2 separate regions of the Pan troglodytes genome follow, and region 1 is linked to region 2. The links are chromatin contacts, called in public Hi-C maps. All regions are on one chromosome and are shown on one strand. The core of a region is the stretch at or near the end of the contact, and the rest is flanking DNA. Distances in the headings are between cores, read along the strand shown.

Region 1 (6,479 bases), core at 2,337-4,836, 180 kb before region 2:
GGACTGGAAATTGTGAAGGCTCTGGGCAGTTACAAACCCTAGAAAAAGGGGAGGAAGTGGGAGCATTGTTCAGAGCTCCCTGCCCATTGTGTAACCTCACCATTCACAGGAATCCTCTTAGCCCTGGGCTGGCAGGGGCACCAGAAAGAAGCAAAGGGCCACAGAGGAAGGCCAGGGGCTCAAGGAATGTGTGCAGTTTGGAGAGGCAGGGCTTCTTCTTCTTCTTCTTCTTTTTTTTTTAAACAGAGTCTCACCTGTCACCTAGGCTGGAGTGCAATGGAGCTATCTGAAGTCACTGCAACCTCTGCCTTCTGGATTCAAGCTATTCTCCTGCCTCAGCTTCCTGAGCTAGGATTGCAGGCGTCCGCCACCATGCCTGGCTAATTTTTGTATTTTTAGTAGAAACAGGGTTTCGCCATGTCGGCCAGTCTGGTCTCGAACTCCTGACCTCAGGTGAACCACCTGCCTTGGCCTCCCAAAGTGCTGGGATTACAGGCGTGAGCCACCGCACCTGGCTGCTTCTTCATTTTTTTAGGACAACATCCTCTTACTTAAACCATTGTGGGGCTAATTTCATAAATCTCCAACTCTGGAGGATTTAACCCCCAAAGACACAGACCCCATGAGGCCCTTTGTGCTTAATGGAGATTCCAGACCTGAAGCATGAGGGTGAAAGGGAGAGGGGGAAGCAGTGGAAGGAGAAGACTTGGGGGAGAAAACCTAGAGGCAGTGATGAAGGGAGGGGAGGAGAAAGGGGTGAAGGGGGGACAGGGGTTTGCAGAAGGACAAAGAGAAGAAAGTCCCCCACTTGGGTGTTCTTCTGTTCTTGGAACTGGAGCACTGGAACTTCCATCCTAATGTTCAGATTCTTCCTATGAATTTGCTTCATGCTCCAGATTCCAGTAGGTTTCCTGTTCCCATAACCTGTCAGAGGGAGTGTTCAGGGGAAGCTGGAAAAGTGAATTTCACAACTGACAGTCATCCTTTGATCTTGCCACCTGCACCCTGGAGCTCTCCTCCACTAAGCAACCATTTGGGAAGTAAGGGGAACATTTCCTTCCCAGCTCCATGGGAGGAGGCTGCTAGGGTCCCACCAAGAACTCACTTTCATGTTCTGGTTGGGTGCAGTGGGATGCAGCTGCAGGGCCAGACTGAGGCCATAAAACAGGCACAGACCCAGACCGGGGCTAAGGAGAGGCGATGGTGTGGGTGCCTGGATCCCTTGCTAAGCCCTGTACACACCTATGATGCAGCCACACCCCAAGGAGCTACACTTCCCAGAGCAAAGGCCTCCAGCCTGGCTTACTCTGAGAATTAGGTCACCTCTGCATCTTTCCTGGATAGGATTCCTGACCCAGCCAGCCACATTGTCATCTGGGAAGAATCATAACCTGTAGGAGGAAGAGAGGAGGTAAAGGAGAATGGGACAAAGTAGATTGAGACAAAGGTGGAAGAAGAAAGCACCGGCTCACTAAGAGAGCCTCTCTCGCCTCTGCTGTAAGTGAAGATTCATATGCAAGCAGGCTGGCCGGCCCAGTGTCCGCTGTGCACATCTGCCTCTGGCACATCTGAACAGTGGTCACCTTCTCCACCAACTACCCTGCAGAGCTGGGGTGGCCGCCAGCTTAGGCAGGCTCCACCGCAGGCCATGCCTGACAGATCTTGCCTTCTGTTCTTTCTGCAGAGAGAAAGGGAAAGGAAAAATAAAAGTACATGCACATTTCTCATTTAGGTTTTGGGATCCCTCTCCCGCTTCTGTCCCTTTGGGGACAGAAATTAGCAATCATGGGGGCCTGTGTGGCTCTGCAGCAGGCTTGTCCACTCCAAGATGTACCTCCTTCACCCTAGCTGCCTTGAACTGACGCCTTTCTGCAACCATCTCAAGAATATTTGTCAAACATTTTGTCAGGTATCCTCCCAAATGCCTGAAAGACAGGACTGTACCATGTGGTCTTTCTCCCCGATTTTACAACCCCAGAGTGCACATGTCCACAACCACTCCCCTGCCTCCACCAATTACGCTGTCCATAAGGTAAGGCCACTCAGAGACCTCTTTCCTTTCACTTCTAAAATTCCTACCTACAGTGGTATACTGATCACAGCTTCTCTTCGTAAGGGGATCCTTGGAAAGACAAATATCCTGTAGCTTGGCACAAATGATCCATTTGCTCAATCATCTCAGATCCAATCACTGTTTGAAACACAGTATTTGACTTCCAAGTAAAACACACACGCGCGCGCACACACACACACTTTTTGTGAGTTTTATTAAAAATTAACAATGTCCCTGGCAATTAAGCTTGCAGAATTTCCTTGTCCTTGTTTCCCTCCAGTGAATTTGGGACTTGCAAACTCCATGCCGATGGGAGGACCCAGCCAGGGGTAGAAATCAGCCCTGACTCTCCAGGTGGACAGGGGCCTGACTGCCCCCACCTCACCCCAACTGACTTGTAGAGAGGGCTTGTGTGGTGGGGAACGGGGACAGCATGTGTCAGAGCAGGCTTTCTGAAGAAGGGGTTTCCATCTAGCAGTGGAAGTGTCCTGGGGGCAGAGGAGAGGATTCCATGCAGGAGCCACAGAAGTGGGCACAGGGGAAAGCCCCTGGCTGGCAGGGGTGTACGGGGAGGTAAAGAAGAGACTAAAGCAAGGACAGGGTAAGTGGAGAGAGGAGGGCTCCCAGTGTCTGCCCTGTCCATCTAGGGAGCCTGGATTCTGATAGCCAGGGAGGGGTTTTGGGAATGAGAAACCAAGCAGCCCAGTGGTTGATTACCTGGTTCTCACTGTGTGTGACTCTGGGCACGCTGCTTAAGCTCTCTGAGCCCTGGTGTCCTCATTTACAACACAGGGATGATAACAGAACTCCGTTGGAGGGTGCTTGGCAGGGCTGAATCGGATGACTGGGAGAAAAGCCAGCGGTGGCACACCTTGCACTCTGCGTAAAGGGGCACCTATTATCACCTTGGGGAAGAATTGGACAGAGCGCCTGGCGGCGGGTGATTCAGTTGGGTAGGTGGGTCAAATTGACCGGATCTTCCAACCCAGATTCACACTTCCTGTGGAGACGGTCGTAAAATAGCTGGCGAAGGTGTTTGTAAACAAAAGTGCATTCAAAGGTTGCCGCTGGGGGTGAAAACAGCGGGGGTTAGGGGAAAGAGGCTCTGTGGCTGGAAGCATTCACTTAGCCCGGGGCACTGTCCCAGCCCAGAGGATATGGATGTCTTTGCAGTCCCTCCTCCCTTTCCCCCCTCCCCCAGTACACACACACACACACACACACACACACACACACACACACAGCCGGAGCCCCCTCCCGCAGCAACCCCAGGACACGCGTGGTACAGCCCTTGCTGTCGTCCCGTCGATGGGTTTAGGGATGAAGGGTGAGAGCGGGTCGGCGACTGGGAGTGGAGGCGATAATGGGCAGAGTTGGATTAAATTGTCTCCAGCAGCTCCGAAGGCAAAGCAGGGGGCAGGGGCGGACACACCGCGGCCTGGAGGGCGCTGGGCGCAGAGGAACGGAGCTCGGGGGCCGGGCCGGCGCTCGGCCAGCAGCGCCGCCTCCCCGGAGGAAGGCGGGGGCCGGGAGGAGGGAGCGGGAGAAGGCGGAGGGCGGAGGAGGGCGGCGCGCTGAGAGGTTATTTGTGGTTCGCTTTGATCCCGAGGGGGAACCTGAAACTCTCACATTCCTGGCATAGCAGCCGCCTCCGGCGCGGGCCGACCCTGGGGCTGCGCGCTGGGGCGCGAACAGCCAGAGCGTCGGCGCCACGGCCGAGAACACATCTTCGCCGCCGAGCTGAGCTGGGCCGAGCCGGAGGTTGGGGTGTCTGACTGCGCTGGGCACCCTCGGGCCGCAGCGGTAAGGAAGGCCGCTCGGCGCTCGGGAGAGCGCGCGAGGCCACAGAAACGTGCCCCAGCCAAAGCTGGAGTCTCGACGCAACCCGGCCTTTTCTGGGAGTCGGAGCCTCGAGGATCGAGCGTCCTCGGGGCGCAGTGCGCCCTTTCGAGGCAGCCTCAGTGCCTGGCAAGGGCCGCTCTGCCCAGGGAGCCCAGCGCGCTGGGCTTTGCGGGGCTCTAGAAACGCGCGGGTCTCTTGGGGCTGGGGGAGAGGGGAGAGGGCCGACTCCGGAGACAACAGCCAGAGTGTTTCGGGTTGCAGGTCGGCGGGGGTGGGGGTGGCGGGGGACAGGGATGGAGGCGCCGCTTGGAGCTCAAGTTGCAGGGTCCTGCGGGCTGATTTGGTTAGGTGGGGGTTACAGGTGCCTTTGCCTCCAACTAGTCCAAGAATTCCTCTTTGTCTTCCTTGGAAAATCCTCTCTGGAGCCACGAATTGGCTCTCACTTAGAAAGAATGCAGCCTGCTGTCCAGCCCGGTGACGTCAGCGTTAGAGTATTTGGAAAACAAAGAGGGCTCGAGAGGGAGGGAGGCGGACCCGCGATGCTTAAAGACCTCTCCGGGCCTCGGGCTACCCTCACCGGCTCGCCCCAGGCGTACCAGCGGCCACCGGAGCCGCCCGGGCTCGTGGTGGGGCGGGAGCCCTGGCTGGGGTGCCAGAGTCTCCTAGCTTGGAGACTGTCTTTGGTTCCTTAGGCGAGCAGGAGCCCAGGCCAAGGCTGGAGACGCGCGCTGGCTTAGAAAGGCGGCCTTCAGAGAGCGCAGCGGGCGAGTGCAGCAGAGGTTCGCGGCCGGGGGCGCGGAAGCAGGTTTTTGTAAAGGCCCAGGCGTTTGATGTCTGAAAGGACGTGAATCTGAGGGGCTTGGCCGGGACAAATTCGCGATGAGAGGCCTTGGAGGTGTTCCTTGCTCCCAATCCGGGCACACTATGGAGCGCCTGGAATCTGTCAGGAAGGCTCCGCATTCCTTCCTGCCGCTCCCCTGCCTTCTCTGTGGGAGTCGGCCCAGAGAGTGATTATCTTAGGAAATGCCCGCAGATAAAACTCCAGGGCGAACTGAATCCCATACGAATTGAATCCCATTTGCTTGCTTTGCCTCGGGTAACTCTGGAGTCTTGCATATCTACCCCTCGTTGTGTGTGGGGGCGCATGACTGGGTGCCAGGAAGGATGGGTACAGAGGTGCCCTCCAGACTCATCCCCCACTCCCCAGCTCTGGGCAGCTGGAGTACTGGGGTGGGGAGAGGGAAAAGATCGGGAATGGCTGCTCTGCCAACATGCCATAGCCCAAACTGAAGCAGGACACTAAGGCTAGTTTAGTGGCAGAGGAGGGGCCACATTCCTCCCACCCACCCCCCCCCCAACCCCTGCCCATACACACAGGACCTGTGGCAGTGTGGATTCTGTTTAGTTTTCCCTGGATCCCAGTTTGGAGATTTGTGTTGGAAGAGGCTGTGGAAAGGAAGCTGGGTGAGAGAGGCAGGCAGATTTCCAGTCCATGAACCACTGGGAGCCCAGGCTTAGAAGGGAACTCCTTTCTCCGATATAATCTCCCAGCACTTTAGGCTCACAGTCCCCTCTCCCCTGCCCCAGGTCTCTCAACCAACAGCCTCCCCTTACTTCTCCAGTTGGCCCAAGTCAAGATGGGCTTCCTTGACACTGATGTCAAGAAAGATGCTGAGTGCCCATCCCTTATGTGCCTAGAGGACCAGTGGGGGCTTTTCCAAGTAGCAAGTGTGTGTGTGTGTGTGTGTGTGTGTGTGTGTGTGTGTGTGTGTGTGTGTGTTGGGGAGGATAATCATAAAATCAAAGACATCATGCCATCCTTTCTTTTTCCTGGAGCTCTCTTGCAGTTACTGTCAGCACAAAGACTGACCCACTAACCTTAATGGGTGGCACCTTTTTGCCTCATCTTACAAAACCATTGTCCTCTTGGAGCATTTTTATTCATCCTTTATTCACCAATTCAGGTGCAATTCCTCCTTCTTCCTGTTCACCTTGCAGAATGACTGCCAAGGTCATCCCATGACAGGGAGCCCCAGATTCATTCTGTCAGCAGCGCTTGATGAAGCAGAGCCCAAGCCCATCCTCCAGGAGTTCTCTGGTTCAGGGAGAGTGGGAAAAGTGGCCAGGGGTTCAGCGGGCTAGAGGGTGGTAGGTTGACTGTGCCAAGGCTCTGGGATGCCTCAGTCTAGAGGGTGGTAGGTTGACTGTGCCAAGGCTGGGCTCTGGCATGCCTCAGTCTAGAGGGTCCTGGGGGCCTTTCGCCTAGGGCTTCTACTGGACTGCATGCATTCTTTATCACCTGCCAATAAATTGGGGCCCCATCCACCCCTAGACTGAATAGCTAAGTGGTTAGATCTGAACTAGGCCTGCCTTAGAATTGCCCATCAGGCTGTTTGATGTGTAGCTGGCTGTACGGGTGGTGGTTCCTGGTGGGTTATCTTCTGGTTTCCTGTTGTCTCTCTCCAGGAATAGTAAGTCTCCATGAATGTTATCATTAGTAATCGTTTACCAGGATTTTCACTGTGCCAGGAGCTCGCAGGCCACTGCCTCTTTTTTTTTTCCTCATCTCCATGAGTCAAGCAGA
Region 2 (6,331 bases), core at 2,227-4,726:
TTTATTTTTTAAAAATTAAGAAGTCAGAAATTAGTTTTTTAGTTGTTGGGGAAGAAGTAGAGAACAAGTATGTTTTTTCTATTCCCTTGGACATGACTCTACCTCAGACCATTGCCTTTTCAAAATAGCCCTGTTTCTTCCTTCTAGATCTTGCCTTCATCATTCTCCCTTTCTCTCTTCCTCCCTCCATCCATCCAGTAAACATGTATTGAGCACCTGCTCTGATTTAAATGATTGGTTCTCAACCTGGTTACACATTAGAGTCAAGGAGAAGCTTTGAAAACATACTGGTATTTGGGTCCACCTTCCAGAGATTTTGATGCAGTTGGTTTGTGGTAGTATTTGGGGATCAGTATTTTTCATAAAGCTTCCTGGATGATTCTAATGTACAGCCAGTTTAAGATATACTGGGTTAGATACTATGCTAAGTGCTGGGAACAGAAAGAAAGAATGATATACTTTATAGTTTCAAGATTTTAATCTTTTACATTAACCTGTAATTATAAAAGTATGTAATTTGATGACTGTGATATGTATAGTAAAGTGTGTGAATACAAAAGGTGCTTGTCCAGCCTCAGTGAGTCAGAGATGACAAGGAGGACATTATAGTCAAGTTAGGGTGAGAGGTACAGATGGAATCATAGGTTTATTTTCCTAACAAACACGTCTTACTTCCCTCCTCTGTGATTCCCAGTTGCTGCCTGAAGACATGCCCCAGCTTTGTGACTTCTTTGAAAGCCCTCCTTTATGTGGAGATGTATCATCCATACTCTTTGAACCTTTTCTCCTCTTATTGCTGTATCCTTACTTGCGCTCCAGTCAAATGATTACTTATTCCTCACTTTCGCCCCACACTTTGCCCTTCAGGACTTTTGTTCATGCTTTCTTCTTCCCACAAGCCTCCATGCATTTTCCACCAGTCCAAACTTCGTCCGTTCTTCAAATTCCAGCTCCATTGCTGTCTCTTTCATGAAGTCTTTTCTAAGCCTCCCAAACACCCCTTTCTCTTTGTCTCTGTCTCTCTCGTAGCAGTTATTGCACTTTTTCTTCTATAATTTTTTGTGTAATTGTCTTACCTTTAGAATGTAAGCTTTTTCCAGTTAGGGAGCAGTGTGTCTTACTCATTGTTGAGTCACCAGTCCTAATTAGTCTTAACATGCAGCTGGGAAGCATATTTGTGGCATAAGAATATGAAGGGGAAGGGAGCTGGATGGATTCAGTACCTGCCCCTTAGTACTCTTTGTCCCCACTGTTTTATTTTCCATTTCTGTGTGGAGAAAGAAGAGAAAAGGGATACGAATGAGAAGGAAGTACGTATATGATTTGTTTCAGAATATGTTTTGTGTACATGATGGTTGGTGAAGTTAGGTTTAGATTTTACAGGGGAAGAAATGGCATTTGGAAGCGATTGAGGGAACATTTTGATAGGACTTTGAGAGAGGATACAGGTAGAGAGGTGACTGAAGAGCATGGCATTTGGAAGTCAGTCTTGATATACCCAGAGAGTTGCGTTTTCCTTGAATGCTTGCATGCGTGCTAGGGCTGTGAGCCCACATAGGCCAGAATTTTGCAATAACTTTCAGATTCCATGGGGCATCTACCTCTGCCTGCTGAAATAATTAGTTACCATCCATGAATTGGTGTTCCAGTTCTCTTTAGTTTTCGGGCAAAAGTTTCCAGACATTACCTGAGTAAAACCAGCTTATATTATCACATGTTTTCAGAGCATAGTCTAGTGGTCAAGAGTATGGACTCTAGAGCCAGACCATCTCTGTTTGAAGCCTGGCTATTCTGTTTACTAGTTTTATGGGCTACATGGATTAAGTTATATAGCCTATGTGTGTCTCAGTTCTCCTCTGTAAAGCAGAAATACACACCTAGTAGGTATGTTGTGAGGTTTTAATGAAATACAGTAAGCTCTTAAAACAGAGCCCTACGTATAGTAAATGGCATTTTATGAAGTTTTTAATAAAGTTGCAATATGCTGGTATGTCCAGAATTGGTTCCTTCTGGTGGGTTCTTGGTCTTGCTGACTTCAAGAATGAAGCCGCGGACTCTCGCGGTGAGTGTTACAGTTCTTAAAGATGGTGTGTCTGGAGTTTGTTCCTTCAGATGTTCAGATGTGTCCGGAGTTTCTTCCCTTCTGGTGGGTTCATGGTCTCACTGACTTCAGGAGTGAAGCCACAGACCTTCGCAGTGAGTGTTATAGCTCTTAAAGGTGGTGCATCCGGAGTGGTTCGTTCCTCCTGGTGGGTTCGTGGTCTCACTGGCTTTAGGAGTGAAGCTGCAGACCTTCGCAGTGTTACAGCTCATAATGGTAGTGCAGACCCAAAGAGTGAGCAGCAGCAAGATTTATTGTGAAGAGCGAAAGAACAAAGCTTCCACGGCGTGGAAGGGGACCCAAGCAGGTTGCCGCTGCTGGCTTCGGTGGCCTGCTTTTTTTCCCTTATTTGGCCCCACCCACATCCTGCTGATTGGTCCATTTTACAGAGAGCTGATTGGCCCATTTTACAGAGTGCTGATTGGTCCGTTTTACAGAGTGCTGATTGGTCTGTTTTTACAGAGTGCTGATTGGTGCATTTACAAACCTTTAGCTAGACACTGCGCTGATTGGTGCATTTACAATTCTTTAACTAGGCAGAAAAGTTCTCAAAGTCCCCTACCTGATCAGCTAGACACAGACCACTGATTGGTGCATTCACAAACCTTTAGCTAGACACAGAGTGCCGTTTGGTGCATTTACAATCCTTTAGCTAGACAGAAAAGTTCTCCAAGTCCCCACCCGACCCAGAAGCCCAGCCAGCTTCACCTCTCACTGATAGTGATGGACAAAGTTCTTCTGCCCTTTCCTGTCCTATTAACAATTATTTATTACCTGCCAGGCAAGCTAACAATGGTGACCAGAAAGCTCACATCCAGTTATCCAACAGCATTTAAGAGATATCTGCTGCTTCTCTCTCTGCATAGGGGCCACTGGGATTACCATTTATTGAGTGTTTTCTGTTTACCAGTACTGTACCAGGTACTTTATATGTATTATCTTAACACAGCCACCTAGAAATAGGCTTGAAGAGATTAAATAACTTTTTCAGGATTGCTCTTCTAGGAGCAGGGCAGAGCAGGCGGGACTCAGTGTTGTAATAGCTATGTGTTAATAATCCACTATTGTCATTGTATAAAACACTTGCTGTGTGCCAGGCACTGTTCCCTGTGCTTTACATTCATGAACTCCGTTAATCCTCACACAGTCTGGTGAGGTTAGATGGAGCCCATGGCTCCGTGGAATTCATTAGAAAGGGATGGTAGTATTCTTCCATTCCAGGCACTTAGGAGCCACTGCTTGTTATAAACAGATCTCATTAGAGGCAGAGAATTAACACTGCCTGAGATGTGCTCATGCCAGGGCAGTTGGAGCTCATGTGTGTGGCTTTCCCTCTCTCAACACTGCAAATTGATCTTTTCAGTCTCTTTGTTATGCCTGATGAGTCTGTCCTGGATAGGCAGAGCTTCTCTTTACATTCACCCTGAAGTCCTGCAGAGGGGTTGGTCTGCAGCGTGTCTCTACTGTAGTCTTTCCCTGTTAGTTTGTGACTGTAGGAAAGTTTATTACTCCTTTGTGGGATGCTTGAACTTGTCATCTGGCAGCATCTTAATTTTTCTCTTCCAGTTTCCATTATCCCCACCACCGCCCCCATGCCATTACTGGTGACAGAGTTTACCTTTAAAATCTTTGATTTTATATTTAATGCCTAACTGTCTGACACATAGTAAAATACTCAGTAACTATTTGGTTGAATAACCAGTGAATAGAGGGAGGAAAAAAACCATTTTGTTTTACCAATCATTCTTTGCTTTTTTCACAACAGTTTGTGTCAGAAATGACCATTCTGTCTGGTTTATGTTTTCTGTCCCAGGGAAGCATGGTTTTCTCTGTTCATTGATTGACTCAGTGTTAGTTGAGCTGTCACTGGGGCTCACTCTGGCCCACTTGCGGCTTATTGTGCCAGGTACTGGCATAAGTGCTGGGGAAGGAGAGGTGAATAAACAGGCACTTGTCCTGCCTTTGTGGAGTTTATAGTCTGGTTGGGTGAGACAGATATTAAACAAAAAAAATCCTTACTGGAATGTAGAGGTCACAGTCTTTGTCTGTTGCATTCATTGCTGTATCTCTAGCACCCAGTACAGTACCTGACATGTAGTAGATACTTAATAAATATTTGTGGAATGAATGGATGAAGTGGAGTTACAGAGAAAAATAGAAAAGTACAAATTGTTGTAAGTGTTTTGAAGGAAAATTATGATCTTTCCCAAAGTTCTGACTTCATTCTAAGACAGGGTTAGTATCTCCATACATAATTTTACTTGCTTTTGAAAATCAAATGAGATAATCTATTTAGATTGATAATTTATTTAGACTGGCTATAAACTATTAAGTGCTAGCAAATATACATTTTAATCTCATTTTCCACCTCTTGTGATATAGCTATGTAGGTGTTGACTTTAATGGATGTCAGGGGTAGGTCCCTAATTGCTTCTTGCTTCTCTCATAACAGTAAGTCTTGGATTCAAAAAAAAATTTCGTTCTGACCACTTAGCATAGTGCTTTGCTTATTTTAGGGACCCACTTAATATCTGTTGAGGGAATGAAAAATTGACATAGATGTCCCTGTAACGCCTTTGTGTGCCTACAGTCTTTTCAAAAATTCTGAGGTAGCACAAGAGTGCCACCTACCGTTAAGTTAATGGAGAGACTGTGTCTGTGCACTTAGTCATCAGTGATGTTGGTTGCAGATAATACTTAAGAAGTACTTTCACATATCTCATACAATTTGAGCCTCACAAAAATCCTGTGAGGTAGATTATCTTAATCCCATTTATTTCCTCCCCTTTTGAGGATGGTAATGCTCCTCTTCCCTCCCCATTATTGAAGTCTGGACTTCTAACAGCTTTGATATCTGGTTTGATTTTTGAGTGGTACTCAACTGTAAAACAGAGTCCTGTAATTCCTTTTTGTTCTAACGACTGGAGATGCATAATATTCACATAATTAATATAACTATAGTAGTATACTATAAATTAGTAACAATAATTTATAAAGATATGTTTGAGGGCCAGGCAATAAATGCTTTACTTATTTTTCATGTAATCGTTTTAGCAATCTTATCAGAGGATAGTGTTATGCACACTCTGTCCACAGGGAATTTGAGGTTCCAGAGGATTAAATAGTTTGTCCTAGGCCGTACAACTAGTAATCGATGATACTGGCAGTTCTGACTTCACGGTTTATGCTCTTCATCTCTTTTCTATATTGACCTATACCCACTGCATTATAAACTCATATAGATCAATTCTGTAATAACGTTGAGCCAAAGAAGCTCTTCCAGCATTCTGACCAGATGATAGCCTAATGAATCTTTATTATAGTCTCTTTGAGTTGCAAAGTATCTTCGCAGAGTTGCTGGGGAAACAGGGCTAACTGCAGCATCACAAGAAGAAGTATCAGGTTGGTGCAGTAATTGCAGTTTTTGTCATTAAAAGCAATGGCATTAAAAGCAATGACAAAAACTGCAATTTGCAATTACTTTTGCACCAATCTAATAGATAACCTAAAATGATGGACATCTTCAGGGAAGGCATGCTGGGGGGGCATTTCATTAGGCAAACATGTATCTTGAGATCTATGGTTGTGCTGAGCAGAATGGTTTGCATATTATAAGTGCTCTCCAAATGTTTATTGCAGGACATTTCTATCTTAATTTTTGCTATGACTTTCTACAGATGTTTGGTTACAATAGCAGATAGTAGTATATTGTATTATTAGCCATAGAAAGGCTACATAAAGACTTACAGTCCTCATTGCCTGGATGTTATATATTTACATTTTTCAGATTTGTGTATGGGCTCTTGAAATTGATAAACATTCATATATAAATGTTATAGATTACATAGCAGCCGTGTGTGTGTGTGTGTGTGTGTGTGTGTGTGTGTGTGTGTGTGTGTGTTTTGTTTCAGAGACAGGGTCTCACTATGTTGCCCAGGCTGGCGTCAAACTCCTGGACTAAAGTGATCTGCCTAACAGCCTTCCAAATAGCTGCAGCTACAGGCTTCACACCGCACTCAGCTTTATTATGTATTTTTTAAAATCACCAGTTTTTGAAAATACAGAATTATTATGTGGGAAGTGGTCAGTTAAAAGATTTTGCATATTAAGGAAAGTTGGAGACTTGATTGGGCACTGCTGATCCTGTAGCTAAGAGAGGCATTGAAAGACCTATCCTGCCATCTGGTTTCACCCTTCATGCTGAATTTCTATGTTTCACGTCTCCACTGC

Evidence for each region. Hi-C and Micro-C count contacts between places; a contact is called where the count stands out from the background.
Region 1: a Hi-C map of stem cell-derived neural progenitor cells shows a contact between it and region 2, with 2.6 times the contacts expected there. The contact joins the promoter of AMOTL2 here to the enhancer-like site in region 2. A contact is called at or near these places in 2 of 7 Hi-C or Micro-C datasets (induced pluripotent stem cells and stem cell-derived neural progenitor cells).

Annotation. Positions count from the first base shown.
Region 1 is chr2:137,613,028-137,619,506 of NHGRI_mPanTro3-v2.0_pri, reverse strand. It overlaps AMOTL2 (angiomotin like 2), which reads left to right and starts at 3,586. Exons shown (of 10, transcript XM_003310039.6): 1 at 3,586-3,856.
Region 2 is chr2:137,436,551-137,442,881 of NHGRI_mPanTro3-v2.0_pri, reverse strand. All of the region lies in intron 6 of RYK (receptor like tyrosine kinase), which reads left to right. Among named protein-coding and RNA genes, the nearest start is that of RYK, 51 kb to the left of the region's middle. Within about 2 kb of position 3,476, at least 7 of the 24 cell types and tissues checked have an H3K27ac peak or open chromatin away from gene starts, as enhancers often do. A contact at or near this core is called in induced pluripotent stem cells and stem cell-derived neural progenitor cells, where this site is marked.